Linked DNA regions of Muntiacus reevesi: region 1 is linked to region 2. The links are chromatin contacts, called in public Hi-C maps. All regions are on one chromosome and are shown on one strand. The core of a region is the stretch at or near the end of the contact, and the rest is flanking DNA. Distances in the headings are between cores, read along the strand shown.

Region 1 (5,928 bases), core at 3,282-5,781, 200 kb after region 2:
ACCCCAAAAAAAACAATTCTGACCTCAAAAAACAAACAGAAAAGTAAAAAAAACAAACAGAAAAGTAAAAGAAAAAGGTGTGAAAGTTAAACTTGGCCTTAAAATTGTAGTACATAAATTCACTGGGTAGTATTTTATATATATGGATGAAAAGAAAAAATATCTATAAATTTCATTCCTCTCAATTGATTGGGCCATTTTTTTTACTCAGTAGGGAATATAAGCCAAAGTAATTCTGCTTTTTAAAAACATGCATACTACTCAGAGTTAACTTTCAGAAAACAGGAAAGTGTGAGGGTGGTACACACAAATAAAGCTGGAGAAAATGTACATAATTTTACTATCATGTTCCTGATCTCCAGGCTTCCTCTTCAAACTGAGGCATCCTGGGCTGTTCCTTCTACAACTGGGAATGAGATAAGGCCCCCTTGAGATGTTCAGGCTGTTGGTTCCCCAAAGTTCCCCAAAGGGTTTCCCCAAAGTCCCCACAAAGGTATATGAAATATAAAATCATGAATTTTCCCATAACTCCCCATAAAACAGTATCATCTATCCCTTCTGCAATTTTCTAACACATTCTGTTTACACCTCTTAGGACACAGTTCAAAACACAGAACAAGGCAGTCTTCAATATGTGTACCTGTGTTATTATCCCCCACCAGACTGTAAATGACTAGGGAGCAGGGTGTATAGCTCAGAATCAAATCCCAAGTTTCAACAAGACCTGACAATTCAGCCAGTCCAACCACTTGTGTAAAGTTTGAAAGTTCACCACAATATTCCAAGCAGAAGGGTCTGTGATGGGGGGATTATCCCCCACTTCACAGCAGCTTGTTCCTTCTTTGGAAAAGTACAGCTTCTAAAAAGTTCTCCTATAACCGAAATTAAAATATTTTCCTGAAAAGATTAGAATTCCAGCCTTTTCAAACTTAACCCCAGTCTTACACCTTGGTAGTCCACAGAAAAGATCAAATCCCTTTTGCCACAAGACATCTTGTGAAATGTTTGAACCCTTATATTTTCCTTCAATCACCTCACTTGGTGGTTTGCACATAAAACAAAGAAAGTTAAGTAAACCTCCTCCATGATCTATCACTATACCAGAGGTGAAATCAGGTGGTCTAGTCTCTAAAAGATATTTTATTGGTTTTATAATATGTCTTTCATTTCATTATGTGGATTAAGAAAAAAGTCAGGACTACAATAGCCAATAATTCAGAAATTCAAAATCACAATAGTTTTCTCACCTCTTTAAGGCTTTCTCATCTCCACTGCAAGTGATTGGAGAAGGAAATGGCAACCCACTCCAATAATCTTGCCTGGGAAATCCCATGGACAGAGAAGCCTGGTGGGCCACAGTCCATAGGGTCACAAAGCATCAGACACAACTGAGCAACTGAGAACACACTGCAAATGACAGTTTCTTTTACACTGTTGGGATGCCTCACTGGGCAAAGCTGTGCTGGGACAAGAGATCCAACTCTGCCAGTCCAACCTCAAAGGGAAGTTTATTCCCAATTCCAGGATGCCCTGGGCTTCCTAGGCTGCCTCAGGACTTCATACGCAGCCTGGATCTCCAGAAAGTGCCTCTGAGCTTCCTCCATCTGGTGCCGATTGTGGTCAGGGTGCCAGGTCTTCACTAGCTCCCGGTATCTGCCATGTATTTCTTCATTTGTTGCCCCCTCTGAGAGACCAAAAGCCTTAGGGAAACAGAAGCTAACAAATTAGAACCTCATAAGTTGTAAGGGCTCCTGGATCTCTCCTCGCTACCTTCCTAAACCAGGCTGAAATTGGCTTCCACTTGCTGGCAGGAAAGGCAGAGAGCCTCAGATTAGAATTCCAACCTTCTGAAACATGGACAAGTTCTAGATCTCATGGCAAGAACCAGGATTTGCTTTTAATCACAGATGCCCATTTTCCAACCTGGAACTTGGCATCCTTGACAAGGTCTCCTCCTTACATATATGCAAAATAAGCATATATGTCCATCAAAGACATGTACAAGAGTGTTTGTAGCAGCTAATCCAGATGTTCACTGACAATAGAATGGATAGATAAATTGTGGTATATTCACATAATGGGACATCAAACAACTATGAAAACAATTTATAATCCTGTGTATGAGTAAATTTCACAAACATAATGTTGAATGAAAGAACTCAGACACAAAAAAGTATACACTGGATGATTCCCATTTATATGAAGCCCAAGAATGGGCAAAATTAATCTATGGTAATAACTGTCTGAATACAGATTCTTCCCCAGGAAAGGAGTATAGATTGGGAAGGGGCATGAGGGAATCTTCTTTTTTGTTTTCTTTTGTTTTTGGCTGCGCTATGCAGCATACAGGATCCTAGTTCCCTGATCAGGGATCGAACCCATGACCCCCACAACGGGAGCTCAGAGTCTTAACCACTGGACTGGCAGGGAAGTCCCAAAGGAACCTTATTAATTATGGAAATATTCCATACCTTCATCTGAGTGATGGTTAAATAGGTATCTACATAAAATTAGTGTACTTTATATACATATTATACCTCAGTAAAAAGAAAATAACATACATATATCTTTTCCCACTCCTTATTAGAGTCACTGAACCATCACCCATTGCACACAAAAGACCAGAGAAGTCAGGATACCCTTCTGGGGTCTGACCCAGCAGACATGAAAACAGTACCTCCACACCAGCCCCAGTGAGACTTAGCCTAACTCCTGGAGCCATCTTAGACAGCAATGAGAGGGAAGAAACCTTACCTGGAGAGCCAGCTGACGCTTCTCATCCTGAAAACCGTGAACAAACTCATAAAGCTTCGCCCACTCTTGGAAGTAGCTGCTGCTGATGCCATGATCTCCTACCAGCAGCTTCCAGGCTCGGAAAGGTAGAAGGAAGATAGACTCCAAAAGGCGCCCAAGGAGGGGGAAGAAGCTGAACCACCTCAAGACGGAGCCAAGAGTATCTGCCACATAGCTGAGGGCAACAGCTGTGTTGCAGAGGACACTGTATACTAACGGGCCTGTGAAAGCAAGGTAAGCCAAGCCCAGGCGGTAGAGCCGCACGCTGAGCGTCTCTGACCCAGCTGAAGGTTTGTAGCGGCGATGCTTCTGGGCTGTGATGCTGGCAGCCAAGCTGATGGGCAGGATGGCTATGGGGCGGCCATAGAAGACAGGTGAAGTAAGAAAGGCGGCCCCTAGAGTGTTCTTTAAGTCTGATGTCTGGTTGCCAATGGCAGCCACCAGCAAGACCCCTAAGCCAACTGCCAGAGGGAGGCCCACAATATAGAAGCTGGCCATGAAGGAAAGGCTAATGAGAGCCACAAGGCCAAAATAGATGCCCACTATCATCTGGGCAACAAAGCGAATGAGACTTAGAGGAGGTATCCCCCTTCCTGAGCTCTGCCTCTGCTCCTGGGCTCTGTTGGCCTGAGCAACAAAGCTTGGGAGCTTCCAGAATTCCCAGAGCCAGCCTAGACCACCACCCCCCAGGGTAAGCATCCAGAGCAGTGCATGGCTGTCCCGTCCCAGGTACAGGTGGTGGAGACCAGCAGGGCCCCCTACAGCCCAGAGGGCGTAAGTCATCAGGAGCCTCTTGGCCATCCTCTAAGAAAACGGTCTCACAATAAGTCCAGTGGCACCTGCCATTGCCTGGAATGCAGAAATCTGGAGTCGTCTGTGAGAATCATGGCAGTCATGGCCCCAGAGTTATCCTTAGACCCTAAGACATGGAAAAAAGCAGTCATAAGATTATGTCCAGACCCCAACACAGTAACACTTCTTCCAATATTAGTCAAGTCCAGCTCTTCCTGAGCGTCCCTGCAATTGTAGCTCTCCCATATTCTTAGGTCTAGAATCTCATCTCTGTTCTTTATAACCACAGGGACTCCAAGGTTAGAGAAAAAAGTTATAAGTGCTTTCGGTTGAGTAAGTGAGAACTCAGCACAGGGACAGAAAAGCATAAGCTTAAATTGCAGACCTCCCCTCAGACCACCTACCTCCTGGAAGGGACTCTCGGTTTGGGAGTGGGGGTGAGTGAATAAAAATGAATAAAAAATAAAACTGAATAAATACAATATCCCTGGAAAGTTCCTATACAACTTTTAAAGTCCCCTACCATACCACCTAACCCCCCTCCCCAACTCCGACTGTGGCTGCCCACAGACCCCTAGCAGAAATTTTAGCCCTTCTCCAGCCTCCCATCTCTCCAGACCAAGAAATCTTGATACAAGTCAAACTTGAAAGAGGTCCTGAGTTCCCTCCAGGTCTAGAAAGCTACATTTTGACCTGGACCCAGGAACCTCACATTTCAACCACCGCCTTCCACGACAAACTTGTAAGGTCCCTCCATATTGTGGGGCTCAGGCCCGGGGACTAGTACCCGCTAGTCCCAGGGTGAGCAGCTGTACCTGGGTACCTCGGATTCCAGATCAGACATTTCCTTTGACCACAGTCAAAATGGCCCCTCTCATTCCGCTCCCACTTCCATCCAAGTGGACTTTGTCTTTCAGTGTTTGCTGTGTCACGGAAGTTGGGCCGTCCTGGCCAGGCCCCTCCTCCCCAAGGCCCTCCCTCGCCCCTTAGGGATCACCTTTCTGGCGTATTCCTCCTCCCCAGGCTCAACCCGGCTGGCGCAGCGCCCACTCCAGGCCAAGAGCGCCTACATTACTACAGAACGACCACCAGGTGGCGCTGCCGCTTGCGGACGGGAGGTGTCGGGCGGATCCCCAGGCTCACCTTGTCTAGATGCTGGGGCAAAGGAGCCCAGGGCGAGGCGGGGCGGGGTGGGGGGCCTATAAAAGCAAAAAGAAGCCCTTGATCACCGCTTTGCACCCTCACAAATGGGTCCCTCACCTCAGGCTTCAGTCCTCTCTCCCTATTCCATTGCCGTTCAAGACTGCCTTGGATGGCTTCATTTCCAATTTGCCTAAGGGAGAGACACCAGGGTACCGGCTACAGAGAGAGGCTCTCCCCTCAAGTTTGCCTCATTGCCCGCCTCCAGGCCCGCTAGTCAGGGGCAATACATCTAGATCCAAGCCAGAGACCTGAGAGTCCCTCAGGAACCCCAAGTCAGCTGTATCTCGCTGACTTTGGCGCGAGAGAGATCCATGAGCAGAAAAGGATGGGGGTGAGGACCTCCCCACCAGGAGAATAATCTGCGGTGTCCTCCAGCCTCAAGGCTGGGATGGAAGTGGGATGCAAGATCCCCTCACTTCAATGTCGTGGGCTCCAACCCTGCTACGTGACCTTGGCTTTGGGGAGGTGGAGTGGGCCTGTTTCCTCCTCTGTAAAGAAAAAGCGTGGATCTTCAAGTTTCCCCATCTTTGACTTGGGGGTGGGGTGGGCCTGGAGGTCTTGCCCCTGTCGCCTCCCCGCAGTCGACAGATTCTGTTCCCTCCTATATTCCCAGCCCCTCCAGTCCTCTTCCTGGTCCAGGGAGGGAAAGCAGATCCTCTTGTCTGCTCCCTAGGACTCACGGAGGGGCCAGGGCCGGGAGGGGCATCAAAGCGACACTGGAGCCGCCAGCTGCTGGGCGCGGGAGCACTGGGGCGCTGAATAATGAATGAGACTTAATTGGGCCGGCACTGCGCGGCGGCGCGCTAAGCTCCGCAAACAGCTCGAGCGGCCGAGGCCGCCGCTGGACAAACAAACTGGCTCCGGGCGCAGAGACAGGGGTGGGAGAGGCAGCTACGGGAGCGGGAGGGGAGAGGCAGCCCGCCTGGGCCTGGGGGCCGTCGCTGTGGGGCGGGAGGAACCCCCTGTGTGCCGGGCCGCGCAGGCCTCCCAGAAGGTGGGGACCCGGGAGGAGGCTCAGGGCTCGACTTCAGGAAGCCGGGACTGGGAGAGAAGCGGATTTGTGGGCTGGGGGCCAGGGTCCCAAAGGCGACTGGCACGAGAAAAAGATGGAGAAGCAAGTGGAGGGCGGAGGAGACAGCG
Region 2 (6,157 bases), core at 1,600-4,099:
ACTCTCCTCTTTGACCCTCATCAAAGGGCTCTTTAGTTACTCTTCACTTTCCGCCATTAGAGTGGTATCATCTGCATATCTGAGGCCCCTTCATGGATCACAGCCTTGTCATAGCGAAGGGACTTGTATAACTCAATGAAGCTATGAGATATGCTTTGCAGGACTGCCCAAGACACACAAGTCATAGTGAAGAGTTCTGACAAAACGTGGTCCACTGGAGAAGGAAATGGCAACCCACTCCAGTATTCTTGCCAGAAGAACCAGGAAAACAGTATGAAAAGGCAAAAAGATATGACACTGGAAGATGAGCACCCACCCCTGCCCAGGTCGAACAGTGTCCAATATGCTACTGGGGAAGAGCAAAGGCAGTTACTAGCAGCTCCAGGAAGAATGAAGCAGATGGGCCAAAGCAGAAACGATGCTCAGTTGCCTATGTGTCTGGTGGTGAATGTAGACCAAAGCTGTAAAGAACACTGTTGCATAGGAACCTGGAATGTTAGTTCCATGAATCAAGTAAATTGGACATGGTCAAGCAGGAGATGGCAAGATTGACATGGACATCTTAGTAATCGTGAACTAAAATGCATGGGAATGGGTTCCTCTACCTTACCTTAAATGTTGGAATCCCCAACACTTAAGATTATGGCTAGACCATAAGCTTTTATTCCAAGGATGATGGAGAATTTTGAGCAGAGGCTTGACACGCATGGATTTCTATTTTGACGGGAATACTCTAGCTGCTATAAAGAAACTGGAGAAGAGGTGGTAAAGATGAAAGCTGGGAGACTAGTTAGGGAACTCTTGCAATAGTCTAAGTGGGAGACGATGAATCCAGGGGATTTGGATCAGGAAATAGTGGATAAGCTGGTGAGATACAACCAGATTCTGGATATATTCTAAAGACAGGGTGGGAGGGGTTGTCTAGTATCCATCCAGTTACTCAGGCCAAAAATCTAGATCTTATCCTTGATTTTTCCTTTTCCCTCATATCCCAAATCCAATCCATAAGCAAGTCCCTGTGGTTCTACCTCCAAAATACACATCAAAGTTACTATGTCTGTCCATTTTCACTGCCCCCACAACCCAGCTAAACCACCTGAGTTTACCTCTTATTTGGATTGATACAGTAGCCTCTTCCCTGTTCTCTCTGCTTCCTCTTACTTCCCTACAATCCATTCTCCACAAGCAGGAAAATGGATCATTTATAAAAGTAAATCATATCACAGAATGGATGTTTTTGCATCTTTTAAGGACTTTCTAATGCAATAAAAGTAAAGGCCAAGGGGACTCCTTAGTGGTCCAGTGGTTAAGACTCCATGCTGCCACTGCAGGGCGCACAGGTTTGATCCCTGGTCAGGGAACTAAGATCCTCCGTGCCATGTGGTACAGCCAAAAGTAAATAAATATAGTTAATATAGTTTTTTTTTTTTAAAAAAGAATAAAGGCCAAAATTCATAGCATGAAATACAAGGCCTAAAATGATCTGCCGTGATGACCTCTCTGTTCTCATCCCCTCCTCTCTTTTTCTTGATCATACTGCTCCAGCCACACTAATCTCCATCCTGTTCCTCAGTCTCTCCAAATTCTTTTCTGCTTTGGAGCTATACTGTCCCCGCTGACTAGGCCATCTTACCCCAGCTCTTTGCCCAACTGATCCCTTATCAAATGTCAAATCTCAATTCAACCCTCATCTCCTTAGAGACCTCTGTGATAACTCTCACCTAGTATAGCTACTATGCTATATTTAGTATAGTCCATCACATCTGGTATCAGAAAATACAGTCTTTCAGGGGAAATACAGTAGGTTAATGCTCATTAAGCAAGATCACAAATGAACAGGGTACTCTTGTCCCCTGAGAATGTATGAAGGCTATCATACACTCTCAGGGCCGGAAGGGCCAGCCTCCCATCTAACACCTGAATCACCTGGCAATGTTCAGGTGAGGAGTACTTGACACCTCCACTGAGGGGTCCAACCTAGCTGCTAGACAGCTTTGGAATTGTATCTTTCTTATTCTGAGCTGCAGTATGTTTCTTTAGAGCTATTACACTTCTATGTCCCTCCAAGGAAGCATAAAACAAATAGAAACTCTTTTAGAGGACAGTCTTTCTGGTTTCTCAAGGCAGCTCTCACACCCTCAAATGCCCAACTTATCCTGTAAGCTTGTCCTCCCATCTTCAGGGTTTCCCCCCTGAAGGTGCTTCCGCGGGTCATCTTACCTCCCGGGACCCACAGCTCCCTCCAGCAATCCAGGCGTGGTGGGGCTGATTGCAAGGGCACTCCTTCTCCCAGCGCCTCTACTCTCTCTTTTTGGCCTCTGCTCTCTAGAGCCGCGGCTCACAACTCTCCATCCTTTCGTTAGACATCAACCTCCCGGCCCCTTCTGTACGCCACATCTCTCCGGCTGGAGGGAGCTCCTCAACACCGTCTCCCCATATTGTGCCTAGCACAGGCCTGCCACAGAGCAGTTTCTCTAAAACCGCTGGTGGAATCAAACAATCTATAAGTGATCCTGGGAAACTATCAAGAGTCCTAGATCTCTAGCAAGGCGGCAAGATTCGGAAGCCGAAATCTAGTAGCTGCGCGGCCCCACCCTCCGGTCCACCCCCTCCCAGGGTTGCCTCACCTAGCCACTCAGGCTATCCTGCTCCAAGTCTTGCCTTTCCCTTTAATCACTTCCTCCAACTTGGGGCCTATAATACCCGATGTCTCCCAATAAGTTGTTTCACTTAGGAAAGATTTTAATTTCGGCTGATAACAAAACAGGAATTTCTTCGCTACCATGGCCACGCCCCTTTACTTACGCATTCGGGGCGAACCGGAAGGGATTGCTCAACCCTTAGTTCGTAGACCCGGAAGTAGACGAACCTCACGGAAGCCGGCCTTGGCCCTGCGGCTGCTGCCGTCGCCGCGGAGAAAGTGTTGGAACTGGCAGCCTAGGAATGGTGAGACTTCGCGGTTCGCCTTTGATCATTGATGAGGAGAGTTGGGGGTGAAATGGGGTTTCCCAGAGTGCTGCCGGGTACGATCCCCCCCAGGTTTGGGGCCCCGCCCCGGTAGCGCCCCGAAAATCTGCGCATGCGTGGGCCGGACCGGGCTAGAATCTGGTCCGAGAAGTTACGCATGCGCAAAGGTAGCACGCCAAAGGTGGGGTGAGAATTAGGCTGGGAGTTGACTCCCTTCCCTCGCCACCGGCCCCTGGAGCTTAAAGCTCCGAGAGCATCGGGGTTCATTCGGTGCTTTGCTTTTGAGTTGCAGGACCGACTTCACCACTTCTATCCCGAGCCCCTGAAATAGACCCGGACAAATTCCCTACTTTGGGTGTGCATTTGGCGGGGAAAACGAAGGGCAGAGGGCCAGAAAAGGAAGGGGGCGCAGACCCTGCCTCAGTGTAACGGCGGCATCGGGCTCTTCACCCTTTCCCCAAGTGGCTAAATTCCCAACCGTATACGTTGGAGCGGTTTGACGAGCGCACCTGGGAGTAGGGCTGGAGCGCCTCCTGGTCAGAAGCGTCCCTGATCAGGGTGGGCGGGACCGGAAAGTCCCCAGTACCTGAGTTCTCCGGTCTTAGGCGAGGGTCCCCCAGATGGCGGTTGATGTTTGCTCAGTGACCAAGCCGCGTTTTTTTCTTCCACGAAGTAACACCCTCTAAATCTTAAGCCAAAGCTTAAAATGAAAAAAAAAAAGTGAGGTAGACTGGTTAGAGTCCTATCTCCTTTTCCTTTCCCGTGCTTGGGACTGGGAGGGGAGCTGAGTGGGCCGCTGACAAAGCAAAAGTGAGCCAAGAATCCTTTGTTTCTTGCTAGTTTGGAGTCAAGGCCCTTCACCTAGGGGCTGTTGGTAGAATTAAAGGAAGTTGTGAACTTCCTGAAATGTGTACATTTTTCTAGGGTCCCTAGCTTTTGTCACTGTCTCAGAGATGTTGGTGACCTTCAAAAGGCTACTGGTTTATTAGGGTCGTGTTGGCAGAATATATTGTGTCTCTTCTGGTGTTTTCACTAGCTTATGGGATGCTGAGGACCAGTTCCAGTATAAGGAGGTGAGGCTGGCCAGATGGAAATCTGAGTCTTAGGGAGCCTCATTTCTCCTTTGCAGAATCTCCTCTCGGCCTCTAAGCTCACCTGGTCAGAATCCTTGGATGAGCCTGTGGGACCTTTCCTTCTAGCCCTGTGGTTTGGAACCAGTGGCTTTGGGACTGTAAGAGGATGGACAAAGGTAGTATGAGGCCGGGCCAGCTCCCCAAACGCTCAGGCGCCAAGCATCTGCTGATTCCACCCCGTGCCTGGCACGTGTGTCTTTCGGTCCTGGCTGGGCATTGCCACCTCCCCCTGGGCCAGCACCACCCACGTACCTCTCGGCAGAGGCCACAATTGACTGACTTTCTGTTGAGCTGCTGCTCTTTGGCATGGCTGCATTTTGATGGCAGAGGGAGCAGTTATGCCCAGAGCCCGGTGTGTCGGCATCACCAGTCTGACCTGAGCACCATGTGCTGCACGACATGACACGTGGCACCGGGAGAACTGCCCAGCGTGGAAGGTCTGGGCCCAGATGGGACTGGATGGCCAAGGAACTCCCACCTTAAAACCTCAAATGTCAAGGAGACAGGGGAGGGACCAAGAGGGCTGGCTGGGAAAAGGGGGGCTGAGGAGGGGTCCCCTGTGCAGAGGTTCAAGGCTCTGCTGGGCAATTAGGAGGTCTGACTTCACCACTTCTCTTTTTTCTAGATTCTCAGGGGCTGCTAGATTCATCCTTGATGGCATCGGGCACTGCCAGCCGCTCAGAGGATGAGGAGTCACTGGCAGGGCAGAAGCGGGCCTCCTCTCAGGCCTTGGGGACCATCCCTAAACGGAGAAGCTCCTCCAGGTAATAAGGGTTTGAAGGGCCAGAAACTGAGACTGCAGCATGCCTTCACCCCTGCATCCCTCTGGGGCCTGCGTTGGCAGAGGCTTGTGCTTTTCCCGACCTTACTAAGTCCCTCTCCTTGAGACTGAGCAAAGGAAGGAGATCTTAGGTCTTTGATGTGAAGTCTTTGTAGTGTGGTACCCAGTCATCTCAGAGGGTTGAGGCATAGAGGTTCCATGCCTTGACCACTGAGCCAGAGCAGTGAGCACTCTGACTACTGGGAACCTGCTCTCCTTTAGAGGCTGGGTGTGGGTGAGTGGGTACTGGGGGTGGGGCATAGAGAGCTCTCTGAGTAGGACTCTTCACAGGTTCATAAAGAGGAAGAAGTTCGATGATGAGCTGGTGGAGAGCAGCCTGGCTAAGTCCTCTACCCGGGCGAAGGGGGCCAGTGGGGTGGAACCAGGGCGCTGTTCGGGGAGCGAACCTTCCTCCAGTGAGAAGAAGAAGGTAAGGATTGGGAGAATGGGGAGTAGCCAGTGCCCCACTGGTGGGGGCCAGTGCCAGATTTCGTGTTTCCCCACAACCTTCGCCAGCTGGCAAGAGCCCTGCAGAGGAGGCTTGTGAGAGGATCAAGCCGCCCCAGCCCCAACCTCAGATGCCTCTCTCCTGGGAGCCCATCTCACTACTCCCCCTTTCTTGCTGCACCCCGCCCCCCCCCCCCCCCCCCACCCTGTCAGCACATCCTGTATCACATTCTGTGTGGGAGGCATAGAGCGTGCATCTATTCTGGGAGCAGACAGCCTGTTCCCAGCATTGCTGGGTGTAAAAATAACCCCCAGGTGGCATTGCTCTGGCCCCAGACACTGTACCAGCAAGAGTGTTTTCCTGGTATCCTCCCCACCCACCCTCTACTCCAGGGTTGGGGGCACCATCAGCAAAAAGAAGACCCCATATGGTCTAGGGCTATGTAGAAGTACTTTGATGGGGGCGGGAATGGGGAGGAGCTGGTATTAGAAAGCTGAGCTCTCTGCCTGTGGCTTCTTGTTGGATGGGGCTGTAGAAAACTCTGGGTCTGAGGCCCCAGCTGCCCCGGTGCCAGCTCTGAGCTCACTCTGCTCCTGCCCTCTGTCCAGGTGTCCAAGACCCCCAGCACACCTGTGCCGCCCAGCCCCGCCCCAGCCCCTGGACTTACCAAGCGTGTGAAGAAAAGCAAACAGCCACTCCAGGTGACCAAGGATCTGGGCCGCTGGAAGCCTGCGGATGACCTCCTGCTCATCAATGCCGTGTTGCAGGTAGTGCTTCCTGCCACAGCGG

What was found. Hi-C and Micro-C count contacts between places; a contact is called where the count stands out from the background.
Region 1: a contact with region 2 is called in a Hi-C map of blood, with 2.1 times the contacts expected there. The contact joins the promoter of DNAJC22 here to the promoter of MCRS1 in region 2.

Annotation. Positions count from the first base shown.
Region 1 is chr4:146,633,159-146,639,086 of mMunRee1.1, forward strand. It overlaps DNAJC22 (DnaJ heat shock protein family (Hsp40) member C22), which reads right to left and starts at 4,532. Exons shown (of 3, transcript XM_065932122.1): 1 at 4,401-4,532; 2 at 2,755-3,712; 3 at 1,123-1,700. The coding sequence starts at 3,594. The coding sequence ends at 1,509.
Region 2 is chr4:146,433,248-146,439,404 of mMunRee1.1, forward strand. It overlaps MCRS1 (microspherule protein 1), which reads left to right and starts at 2,850. Exons shown (of 15, transcript XM_065934485.1): 1 at 2,850-2,946; 2 at 4,097-4,216; 3 at 4,726-4,864; 4 at 5,212-5,350; 5 at 5,977-6,135. The coding sequence starts at 4,207.